Regions from separate parts of the Zea mays genome. Here region 2 is linked to region 1. Evidence: chromatin contacts called from public Hi-C data. All regions are on one chromosome and are shown on one strand. The core of a region is the stretch at or near the end of the contact, and the rest is flanking DNA. Distances in the headings are between cores, read along the strand shown.

Evidence for each region. Hi-C and Micro-C count contacts between places; a contact is called where the count stands out from the background.
Region 2: a contact with region 1 is called in a Hi-C map of leaf, with 2.1 times the contacts expected there. The contact joins the enhancer-like site here to the promoter of LOC100277856 in region 1. A contact is called at or near these places in 2 of 25 Hi-C or Micro-C datasets (both in leaf).

The regions. Positions count from the first base shown.
Region 1 is chr1:15,912,918-15,915,561 of Zm-B73-REFERENCE-NAM-5.0, forward strand. LOC100277856 reads right to left here and starts at 1,333. Exons shown (of 1, transcript NM_001364263.1): 1 at 454-1,333. The coding sequence starts at 1,119. The coding sequence ends at 919.
Region 2 is chr1:16,189,912-16,192,555 of Zm-B73-REFERENCE-NAM-5.0, forward strand. No RefSeq gene overlaps it. Among protein-coding and RNA genes, the nearest start is that of LOC109942745, 3.6 kb to the right of the region's middle. Within about 2 kb of position 1,305, at least 19 of the 20 cell types and tissues checked have an H3K27ac peak or open chromatin away from gene starts, as enhancers often do. A contact at or near this core is called in leaf, where this site is marked.

The DNA of each region.
Region 1 (2,644 bases), core at 83-2,582:
AGCGATGGTTACGGAAAGCACTTTAAGAATTATGCTACTGTAGTCATCGTCGGCGAAAGGTCGCCATCACAGCATCACTCGCATTGCTACTATAGAACTGGAGCTGTAATGTAACCAAATCATTCGCTGCCCCCGCCCGCCCCGCGCGTCGTCTTCTTCCTCGACTATGCTTGCTGCCTGTGTTTTCGCGAGGAGCGATCGAGCTTCGCAAGGACGTCGCGTCGCGTCGCGTCGGTCGCTCTGTGCCATTTAATGTAACCAAATCTTTTGCTTTGTCGGTTTGGTGTCATAGAAACCGCACAGAAGAACTTTCAAGCACGGAGGTTGGGTGCCTGGCCCAAACAAACAGAGGGGAACAGGAGTTCCGTTTCCATCCCAACTTGTCGATCGTGACTTGGAGGGAAGCATTGGATCGGAAAGGAAGACGATGAATTTAAACCGCAAATCCTCAACTTAAACTGAAGAATCATTGCCAAGTTACAGACAAGGGAATATTCACAAATCACATGGAAATTCCTAGGGGGAGGGGGAGTCGTCCCTCACATCCCATAACCCCAGGCAAGCAAGCACACTAGATTTACTCAGCATCTCTTGCAAAATCTCCCTTTTTGGACAGATTTATTAACCTTTCCTCACTCTACATGCTACACCCAATCCTCAAAAAAAAAACAGAAAAGAAAGAGAGAGCACAAAAAGGGAGAAACGAAGCAGGAAAGATCTCGAAACTGACCGCCGCTAGTCCTGCTCCTGCATGTAGATTGCTGTGCTGCGCTAGAAACCACTTCCTCGCTAGTAATACAAAAAGGACATAGAAACCAGGGAGAGCACAAGGTCACCGAACGTGCGTGTCCGTGTAGTATACTGTATATACTCCTGTAGGCAGGAGGAACCGGCGCCGGCGATGGGGTGCCGGCCTGCCTAGCGGAGGGCGCGCGCTAGGCCGGCGAGGACGCGGGAGAAGCCGAGGCGGAAGCGGGCGACGGCGCCGTGGGAGTAGGGCCCGCAGTCGCGGCAGACGGCCTCCATGGCCTCCACGAAGAGGCTGAGGCTGCGCACCGGCGGCACGTACAGCGTCAGCGGGGCCGCCGAGAAGGCCAGCGCCATCAGCAGCTGCAGCATCTTGGACGAGAACGCACGCCTCCTGGTTCTTCCTCCCCTTCCCCTTCGCCCCCGCGACGAGAGCCAACCCAATCAGATCCAGGCGGCTCGGTCTTGGCCTCTTGGGCGTATGGCGTGGGATACGGGAGTGTTATGAGGCAGTGAGATGGGATGGGAGGGACAGACACCGTGATGCGGCGAGGGAAAGGCGAGCGTCTGATGGCGGGGCGTGCCGCGAGCGGTTTGGTGCTGATGGGTATTCCCATGTCTTAAATAGGCAGATATAGAGATCTATCTTTAAATACATGCTTATAAAAAACAACTCCAACATTATTACATTTTACATTTTTTGTAAAAAAACATAAGACACACCATGACTAAAATATACACATCAGATTAGTGTTCAATAACATTTTTTATAATAATATAGTTTACTTTCTAAAAAAATACGATTTAAGGCTTAATTGTTGGAGCTCAATTTGGTTCCCCTAAACATATAAAATGATGTAGTATTTTAATTTTTCGAGCGCTGTTTTAAGACACTTTATTAGAGATGCTCTAAGAGCTTGTTTGGATCCATCTGACGAATAATTTGTCGGCTCGTTTTCCCATATTAGGTTTTAAATAGACTGGCTAATAAATTGGCTAATTGTGTCGGCAAATTATTTGTTCATTGGCAATTTGATATTGCTAATAGGTGCTAATATAGGTGTATATTTGGGCCGGGTCTGATGGGCTGGCCCGAAGTACGAAAAAAAAGCACGGCCCAGCCACGGCACGATCCGAAATATTTTAGTGTCGGGCCGGCACGACCCGATATATCGGGCCGGATTTGGGCCGAGGACGCGGCCCATAGGCGGGCACGAGCACGACCCGTTTAAGGCAGACACGAAATGACCCATATAGAGGCACAAAAGGCCCATATATTTATTAAAATCACACTTCATTCCACATTTTCATGTACTTGATAAAGAACATCAAACTAGAGATAATGTTAGTTAGATGTTTTTTGTAGCTTTGAATTAGAGTATGTGATGTAATTTTATTTTTGTTATGAACATTATATAATGAACTGAACTTATGAACTTTATATAGAGCTGATTATACTCTATTTCTTTCTAACAAAATGATTTGTAAACGAGGTAGTCATTGCGTAGCTCCGGTAACTTAATACAAATATTAAATTTGCTTTTGGTCAAATTTATTTGTCTTATCTTTTATTTGTTTTATTAACTCTGATGTGAATTTCGGGCTCTGATGTAAATTTCGGGCACTGATGCGAATTTCGGGCCAAAAATTGAATTTCGGACCCTAATGTGAATTTCGAGCTTTTATAATTTTGGGCCGCCCGAAATGAGCCCGGCACGTTTAAGCAATTACGAGCCGGGCCGTGGGCCGGTCCGGCACGGCCTGAAATTCAAACGGACCGGGTCGGCCCGAAATTCAAACAATACGGGTCTTTTTGGGCTTGGACCAGGCCGGACCGGGCAGGCCGAGTGTACACCTATAGGTGCTAATAGATTATTTACTATGTTTTAGACATCTT
Region 2 (2,644 bases), core at 55-2,554, 280 kb after region 1:
CCTTATTTTTCCCACTGGGTTTTTAAGGAGACTCAGCTGATATGTTGATTTCTCAGATTTTCTGGCAAGATTATCTTGGAGAAATATTAGCCTGAGTTATATGTCTCATCATTTATTTTCCCCACTGGGGTTTTTGAGATGATGGCTATAGACATATTATTGTTCTTTGGGCTAGAGGTCCATTGGAGAACAACGTACCATGATTCGATTGAATCACTGACCATTATCCATAAGGATAATTGAGCTTGTGTTGTTCAGATGGAAACAGGAAAATGAAAATATTAACATCTTGCAAACAAAGTCTTGTGATAATCTTGCTGATCTATTCACAAAATCTCTACCATACTCAACGTTTCAGAAATGTGTTGAGGTGATTGGTATGAGAAGACTTAAGTGCTTGCAAGAATCAGGGGGAGTAATTCTCCATGATATTTGACCTGTTTTGATCCATCATATTACACTCTTTTCTTTGTATGAGTTTTGCCTTGTTAAGGTTTTCTCATCCAAAGTTTTTAATGAGGTAATATCAACTAAGCTATATGCTTCATCATTAATTTTCCCCACGGGGGTTTTTAAGAATGATGATTACAGGCATATTTTCTTTTGGAGGTCAGTGTGAGTTCTACTCATAATCCAAAAGACATTGTGTACTCCTTATTTTTTCCCACAGGGTTTTTGAGGAGATAATATATTGGAAGACAACTTACAGATGATCAAATGGATTTGGATTGATCAAGGGGGAGTGTTACAAATTATTGTATTTGTGATCAATCCAAGGGGTGCGACAGATAATTCCCAAGGGACACACCCCTTGTGAACTCACCCCTTCATATGTATATAAACATAACCCCTGCTGCAATAAAGAAAGAACTGTCAATTCCTTTCTACTCTCTGTGTCTCGTTTACACTTATTCCAACAGCATGCATGTCATGTGCAACAAGGCACGGCTTTCCATACCGCCACGCCGCTCTTTTTGTTTTTACATGGGCAAACAAAGGAGACGGTCTCAGGCCAAGCCACGCTCGTTTGTATCCTTTCACTCCATCTGCACTGCCGTGTAGCTACTGCATGCATGTATGTAGCTCAGCAGACCGAAGACAAAAAGAAGACACCGACCGAGTTTATATCTCATCTCTGTAACTGATTACTAGTACGACGAGCGAGCAAGCGACGAAACACAGGGCGACCACTCTACCAGTAGATGAGCTCAATGAGTGCTCCAGCGCGCCCGCGTACCCTCGACACGACAGGAAGCTGTAGCGTCGTGTCCGAAAACGCGCGTATTACTCGGCTCGTCCTCTGGCTGCCCGGTGCGCGCGGCAGCATCCAGTCCAGGGACCCTCTCCTTGTCCGGACCGATCGGCCAGTGTGTGCCGAGGCAAAGCGGAAAAGCGAAGGCGGCAACGGCACCGGCAGCGTCTGCTGGGACGTCACGTTGCTGTGCCTGCCGCGGGAGGCGTTGCCGCAGGCCGAAGGGATAGCTACACCCCACACACGCGCGCACACATATCTCGGCCAGGCCAGCCATCGCGGCAGGCTTTCGCTTTTGGCGCGGTCGGCCAGCGCCGCGGCAGCCGCATCAGAGGCGCAGCTGGAGCCTGTGAGATCTATCGCTGCTCCTGTTGCCCGCCTGCTGCTTGCGTTTGATCGGACGAGGCACACAACGCCCCCATCTGCCTGGCAGCTGATCCGTTGCACGGGTGGCGAATAATCTGTTCTCTTTCGCGCCTGGCCTGTCTTGTGACGCACGCACGCACGCACGCCTTGGCCGCGCGACCGAAAGCGGGTGCGCGTGTGCCGTGCACCGCTGGCCGCGGGGATTAACAACTAGGACTAGTGGTAAAGAGGTTGGAAAGGGGTGGGATTTGGAAGGGTCGCGCGCGGTGGCAGCATGGGGTGTGCAGTGCTAGAGGAAAGATGGCGTGGCCTTGGAGACGTTATTACGGAAGGATGTGTTTGATTCTAGGAATCACTCTATATAACATTAGTTAGTGTATTATGAGTCCATTTCTTAAATTTGTTGGGACGAGCATATTTCTTATGTTAGTATTAACTAACTAATTATGAGAAATAATGTGGTGATGGATTAATTTATTTTAATTCACAAATCAAACAAAAAAGTGAGAAGTTGATGCACTAACTTATTCTTCAAACCATACACCCTCCCTGTCTGCGCCAGATTGATCCCTCCAGGCCAGGCCTCTCTTTGGCGAGCTCTAGGGTGGTCCATGTCCATGGAGGGTGGTTGCCCTCGTTCTGGGTTGCTTCTCTCGTCGACTGCTTGATTGGTTTTTGTTTTCTGCTATGCCTATGATTAGGCTTATTAGGCCAGGTCCGTATAGCAGGGTGGTTGCGGTTACCATGGCTGCTGCTCTCAGTTGGTTAACGTAGCATTATATCGGGGTCATGTCGCCGATCACTGCCCACTCTCTCTCTACTTTTCTCCTACAGCTACAGTACGACTGACGAAGGCGACATGCATGGACCGTTGTTTTCTTGCCGCCGTTACGCGCGTGCGCTTTCAGGAGCCGGCTCATCACTTGTCTCGTCGAAAGAGAACCTGGCCGGTCTGTTTGGACGGGGTTGGCTGGCACTGACATCGAAGACCCAACTCAGCCCCTCCACTCGCATCCCGTGTCCATC